Regions from separate parts of the Mus musculus genome. Here region 2 is linked to region 1. The links are chromatin contacts, called in public promoter capture Hi-C maps. All regions are on one chromosome and are shown on one strand. The core of a region is the stretch at or near the end of the contact, and the rest is flanking DNA. Distances in the headings are between cores, read along the strand shown. Region 1 holds the start of Thsd1 (thrombospondin, type I, domain 1). Region 2 has its middle 22 kb from the start of Gm39140.

What was found. Promoter capture Hi-C pulls out the DNA fragments that hold promoters and counts their contacts.
Region 2: a contact with region 1 is called in a promoter capture Hi-C map of the HPC-7 cell line. The contact joins the enhancer-like site here to the promoter of Thsd1 in region 1. A contact is called at or near these places in 4 of 39 promoter capture datasets (the 3T3-L1 cell line, the C10 cell line, the HPC-7 cell line and 1 more), 1 of 15 datasets of contacts at CTCF or cohesin (large pre-B cells), 1 of 115 datasets of contacts at active chromatin or transcription factors (embryonic stem cells) and 2 of 9 other capture datasets (adipose tissue and liver).

The regions. Positions count from the first base shown.
Region 1 is chr8:22,225,671-22,229,087 of GRCm38.p6, forward strand. It overlaps Thsd1 (thrombospondin, type I, domain 1), which reads left to right and starts at 1,633. Exons shown (of 5, transcript NM_019576.2): 1 at 1,633-1,759.
Region 2 is chr8:22,431,369-22,434,785 of GRCm38.p6, forward strand. No RefSeq gene overlaps it. Among named protein-coding and RNA genes, the nearest start is that of Gm39140, 22 kb to the right of the region's middle. Within about 2 kb of position 1,798, at least 148 of the 459 cell types and tissues checked have an H3K27ac peak or open chromatin away from gene starts, as enhancers often do. A contact at or near this core is called in the HPC-7 cell line and embryonic stem cells, where this site is marked.

The sequences.
Region 1 (3,417 bases), core at 383-2,882:
AACTCTGGAGGGTACTGGTTAGTTCATATTGTTCTTCCTATAGGGTTGCAGACCCCTTCCGCTCCTTGGGTACTTTCTCTAGCTCCTTCATTGGGGACCCCGTGCTCCGTCCAATGGATGGTTGTGAGCATCCACCTCTGTATTTGTCAGGCACTGCAGAGCCTCTCAGGAGACAAGGCTGCTATTTTTAAAATGCATGTAAGATTTAAGTCTCACAACCAAAAAGTGACCTTTTTTTGGTGAGAGTGTCCTTGGGAAGGTTAATACAGAGCAAGGTGCCTTTTGTGTTTCACTGACTCCCCACAAAACTTTAACTGCTATATTCCTTTTATTGCAGAGGAAAGCTGGGATTGGGCAACTCAGGGCTACCTGGAATCACCAAGTGCGACCATAAGACTTTACCCGCTGAACTCTACACAGGCGCTTCCATTGAGATTTTTTTAAATTGCATTTTGTTTTTTGTTTTCAAAACCAATAGTCCCAGGAACTATCTGATGTTCATATGGCAGGCACGAATTTGAAAGGGATCCTACCTTGAGCTGATGAATGACAGAGCAGATCGTATTGACGGCAGTGAGAACTTCCTTGGTCACTTGGTTGATTACTCCCTAGAAAAACTTGACCTTTGATGGCATCTAAGTGACTGCGCTGTCTTTTAAGATCAACTTTCTGCAACTGGCATAATCTCCAAACTTGAGGCGAAATTTACAAGCCAACCATTGGCTCCCCCTCACCAACTTGCTAAGCAAGAGCTCCGCTGCTGCTCTGTATGTAGTGCCTCGCCCACAGTCTGCCTCCAGGAACAGGCTCTCGTTTGTACAGTCCAGGCTGACCAGGTATGTGAAATCCTGTTTCCCCAGTTCCTGAGATTACAGGCACATGCCCCACATCCAGTCTCATGGGTCTGACACATGCACAGTAAATCCACACAACTCGGTCCTAACATGCTTCACTCCTCGAGAGTTTCCTGGTACCTCTTGCTGGGTGCTGGCCATCTAGAGGCTATGCTGATTTCTATTACTAAATTTGTCTGTTAAGTGGTTGTTACACGCAAAAGAAAGCTCACTGCACAGCGCTGGATGGCAAGTGCAGCTGTTAAACCACGTGAAACGTAGCCTCCGGTTCTTTCAGAAAGAAAATACTTGTAGAATAGACTTTTTTAAATGTTTATTTTTAAAATGTTTAATTAACCAAGTTTTGCTCCAGAGGAAGAGAAAGGAAAATGCGCTTTATCTGAAGTATATTCCTTTCAAACTCCAGTGACATTTGGGGGAGCAAGTTTAGAAATTACCCATACCACTTTTTGGCTCTTCTTGTGATCACCCTCCAAAAGAAAATGACATGGGGGAGAAGTGAATGGTTTAAGTGCAAGGCTGCTGGCTCTCTCTTAAAGCACTGGGTCTTTGCAGCGGGAAGTGGACTGTGGGTGTAAATACGTGCTGCACTAGCAGCGACCACACCTCCTAGCAGGGCCTCTGGACCCAGAGTTTCCTGCAGGTTTCCTCTCCACAGGGCAAGCTAGGGGCGGGCAGGAAAGGAAGATGCGCTGCCCAGGAGTGGGAGCGGGGCGGACCTCTTGCGCTTGACCCCCGCCCTCTGAGAGCCCGCCTCGGGGCGTGGTCCCGGCAGCCTGGGAGCGTGCCGGAGCTCTGGACCCGGGCGGGCGTGCAGCTGCGGGACGGGAGATGCTCGGTCAGTCACCCTGTGGCCGCTGAGGCTCCCCTCTCACTTCCGCCGTGCCAGACAGACCCGACCCGAGGTAAGGATCCGAAGCTCAGGTGGCCCACCACCAGGGCGGGCACCTGGCGCAGGCGTGGCCGAATGACGGGACTCTCAAAGGCAGGAGTTCAGATTGGAACCTTTGGAAACTCAACGTTGCGACATACGTTTGTGGCTTTCCAAAAGTCTCTTTCTGGGATACTAACAATAAGCAATGACCTCAGTAACAAGTTTTATGCTGACTACCACTGGACTGGGTTTGCACCCGGGAACTTGAAGCACCTCTGGAAAGTGAGTTGGTAGGAGAGCAGGGCTTCACGGGGGACGCACAGCTCACCCCATGGTTGGGATAGAGAAAGCTTGTTCAGAAGCGCAGCTCTGGGATCCAGATTGCCTCCTAACAGACATTATTCCTGGATCTATACACAGAAGCCTTGCTTGTGAAATTACTTTGTTTCTCCTTCTATTCTTTTATTTTCCTCCTTTTATTCTTTAACGATGTCCTGTGGATATAAATTAATTTTCCTTTGTTGTCGGCTATGAATCATTTAGCTGCTTTCTGAAAAGCTTGGCTTTAAGGGGGGGAGGGGGTGATTCTGTTAGCCATTGAGAATATCCACACACACTTTTCTCCACTTTCTCGGCTGGGACTTTTACTGTTTTTCTTAGCTCCAAAGGTTCAAACCCAGGGTCTCTCACATGCTAGGCAAGTCCTCTACCACCCAAGCCCTATACAAAGCATTTCAAACATCTTGAAAATGTTCCCACTTTCCTACTTTCTTAAAATGATTCTCAGCACCAAACATTTTACTCAGCAACTACTCAGGGAATTGGGGACGTGGTGAAAAAAGGTAATAATCAGTAGTGCCCCCTCCCATTTTAGAGGCTTATTATAATCATCATCATAGTGCATGCCCTAATGCTCAGGTAGACTGCGTTCTATAATTCCATCTCTGTCCAGCTCTAAGTACAGATCATCACACAGGTCTGTATTTAACCACCCATCTTCATAAGCAAGAAAATGCAATCACAGAATCAGTGATGAGAAAGAGTTTTAAGAAGAATATTATCTCCGAGAAGCAAGCCATCCAAGAAAGCTGAGTTCACCTTTCCGGAGGCCGCTGCTAGGTGGTGTCCTATTATGTTGTCTAGGCTGGTCTCAGACTCCTAGGCTTAAGCCATCCTCCTGCCTCAGATTTTGGGGGGAGCTACAGATGCTGGGGCCACCATGGGATGCTTCCTCTGAGTCTTTCATCTGAAGTCTTAAAGTCGTGTTCCCCATCCAAATTCAAGGTAATGATTAGATCAAATCCAAGGCGACTTCCACTAAAACAGAATTTCCTTTTTTGATGCGCTGAGGAAAGGAAGGGAGGCCAATCATCTGCATAGTTAAGCTGCAACCCCCACCCCTTCGTTTTCAGGAAGTGCAGAGTTTCCTTTGTTCTCCTAGCTCTTACTGAACAAAAGCTAATAGAGACACACCAGCTTCCTTCCCACTGAGTGGTGGCTTGTTTCAATCTGCCTGCTTAACTCTGTTAATTCTGTCTTCTATCAGAAGGTATGGAGTCTGTGTTTGCAAAGTTATACACGGGTAGAGATGCGCTTCAGTGGTAGAGAGCTTTCGTGGCCCACATGAGGCCACAAAGAAACTGTTATCTATGAATAACAAGGGACAGTAAGCATTAAGAAAGCATATTT
Region 2 (3,417 bases), core at 548-3,047, 210 kb after region 1:
TTCTTACCTGTCCTCGTTGTCTGGAATGAAGAGTTAGTTCTCGAAGGCCTCAAGCAGGCTGAGATACTCCAAACAGGAAAGTACTTGACCGAAAACACCTGTGGGCTGGCAGGAGGATCCCGGAAGTTTTTGATAAGGTGACGGGCGACTGACCTGCAGATGGAAAGTTCCCCCTTTCCACCTTATAAAGCCCCAAGCCTGCTGTGCCACATGTGCAGACTCCATATCCACGGGAGACAGATGTCCCTCAGTTGTTCTGACTAAAGGACAATTCTGTCTTTGGAGACGCTGGTTTCTGCTTTCCTTTCTTCCCCGTGGCTCCTCCATCAGTTTTGAGCTAACACTCACAGCCTCAGGTAAACACATCCAGGACCAGCCTTGACCATGTCTGAGCAGCGTGGGCTGATGGAGGACAGTAGGGTGAGGAAAAAGCTGAAAGTTTGGCATCTCCCTTGTCTTCTATATAGGGTTTCTCTCCCTGTTGGTCAGTTTACCTTTCTCAGAGATCTGTCATAATCATAGTCCTCTATTCTGTTAAACTACTGAAGATTCAGATGGAAAAACTGAAGGATAGAGTGGGTGTCCAAGGCTGTTGTACTCACTCCTCCTGGGGCGACCAAACATCTGTTCACCCTGATCAGTCACCAATACAAAGGAAAGGTCCTGTTTTTTTGCTTTATTTTATTTATATATATTTAGTTAGATAGATATTTGTTTTCCGCTGAAAGAAAGAAAGAAAGAAAGAAAGAAAGAAAGAAAGAAGGAAGGAAGGAAGGAAAGAGAGAGCGAAAGAAAGGCTGTGGATGTTGGTCAGTGAGGAAACGGAGAATCTGGGAGGAGTTTGGGTGTGGGAAACCATCAGAATATAGAGCATGAAAAACTATATTTCCAATTTAAAAAATAATAATAAGCTATTCTTTTTTTTTTTACCCCAGAAGGGGAGAACCAGGCAGGGCACAGTTGAATAAGAAAAGGAAAACAATAAGTTTTCATATTAATTGTGATTAGCAAGCTTACTAGAGAAATATTTGGTTACACGGGAATAAGAAAAGGCGAGAAGGGCTGGTGAGATGGTTCAGCAGTTAAGAGCACTAACTGCTCTTCTGGAGGTCATGAGTTCAAATCCCAGCAACCACATGATGGCTCACAACCATCCTTAATGAGAAACAAATAAAAGACCTATGGGCAAGCGGGGCAGAGCGAAAGGGGGGGGGGGAGAAAATAGAAAAGAAAAGAAAAGATAAGGAAGTGTCCCTGGCCTGGGACATCAGAGCCAACGCTGCTCTACTGACGGCTTCTCTCTGTGAACCTGCTCGCCCTGCCTCTTTTCTGCAGAGTGTAACACCTGCTCTTCTGCGAGCAGGGACTGCCACCAATATCTGTCTAGACAGCAAACCTGCTTGCTAAAGGCAAAACTAACTGTCTTAATTAGAAGCCTTTCCATTTCAGGCTCACACTACCTGCTGTGTCCCAGGATGGCCACTTGGCCACTGGGCTGCCACTTGATCACCTGGGCACACCTTTTCAACACACATACCTTGCCCTAGCTCTGGAACATGGTGGCCCCAGCATACCTGTTTGCACACTTGCCACATCCCAGAGCCACTAAATGGTGTCCTGGACACACTAGTCTGAAGGCCATTTTTGTCCCTGGGGTGCAATGTGGTAGGCTGGGCATGGCTGTCTGCACCCGTACCCTGCTAAGGCAGTGTAGCCTCGTGTTTACAGGAACTCTGTGTCCCAGCATTCTGACATGTCTATTCGCACACACGCTATTTCCCAGAGCTGCCACATGGTGGCGCTGTTCCACCACCTACACATGGCAGAGTAGGCTTGCTTGTTCACAAATCCACCGTGTCCCAGCACTACCTTTGGTGGCTAGGACATTTGGTGCCTGTTCTGAGCTTGGTTAACTGAGGGGCGTTGGTGGTGGGGTTATGATAACAGACGTGCCTTATCCAAGCACCACCTCATGGTGGCCTGGGCACATCTATTCATTTGCTTACCATGCCCTAGTGCCACCATGTGGTGGCTTCAGCAAGCCTGCTTACACACTTGCCAGGTCACACCACCATTATGTCATCTCCTGGGCATGACAGTTAAATGCCCAGGGGTATCAGATGCTTGCTGTGTCCCAGGGCCACTACATGGCAGCCTGGACATGCCTGTTCACATATGTACCATATCCCAACACCACCACAATGCAGGCTGGTTTCACCTGTGTGCATGCAACTGTGTTCAAGCACTGCCAAGCAGTGGCTTGGGTGTGCCTGCTTGTATGCATGCCGTGTCCCAGCCATGACACATAGCTGCCAGGGCACACCAGTTTGCATGATTTCTGTGTCCTAGTACCAGCATGTGACTGCCTGAGAATACCTACCGATTCACACACCTACTATGTCCCGGGGCTGCCAAGTTATGGTTTGTGCACACTTCTTTGCCTGCTTACCATGTTCCAGGACCTCCATGTGGCAGACTTGGCACACCTTTTCACATGGCTGCTTGGACATGGTAGTTCATATGTATATCATGTTCCAGCACTGCCTGGGCATGCCAGTTCATATGTATGTCATGTTTCAGCACTGCCTGGGCATGCCAGTTCATATGTATGTTATGTTCCAGCACTGCCTGGGCATGCCAGTTCATATGTATGTTATGTTCCAGCACTGCCTGAGCATGCCAGTTCATATGTATGTCATGTTCCAGCACTGCCTGGGCATGCCAGTTCATATGTATGTCATGTTCCAGCACTGCCTGGACATGCCCGTTCACATGCCTGCTATGTTCCAGTGCCAACACATGAGCCCATGCTCACCTGTCTGCACATATATTGTGTCCCAGAGCCTCAAATCACTAGCCAGATCATACCTGCTAGCACACCTACTATGTCTTAGCCTTGCCAGCCAGCAGCCAGGACACATCTGCACCATATCCCAGCACCATTGTGGAGTGGCTTGGACACATGCATTTGCACACCTACCATATGCCAGTGCTGCCAAGTGGTGGCCAGGCATGCCTATTCTCACCTGCCACATCTCTAGGCAGCTGTAGGGTATATACATTCTGTGTCTCTACGCCATTGCGTGACATCCTGAGCTCTCCTGTTCACACACATACCATGTCCCCCGCATTGCTACCTAGTGGTCTGGGCGGCTGCCACATGGTGGCCTATCACATCCCAGGGCTGCCATGTGGCAGACTTGTCAGAGACATTTACTAAATGCCTGCCATGTCCCAGATTTGCCACTTGGTGGAGTATTGCCTGTTTGCCTGCAAACCTGTCCCAGCACCAACACTTAGGAGCCTGGGCATGCCTTTATTTGTCTGGGAACATTGGTTCACACCTGCTGCCGTGCCTGCTATGTTCCAGTGCTACTGCCTCCTAGCCTGAGCACACCTGTTGGCACACTTGCCAAG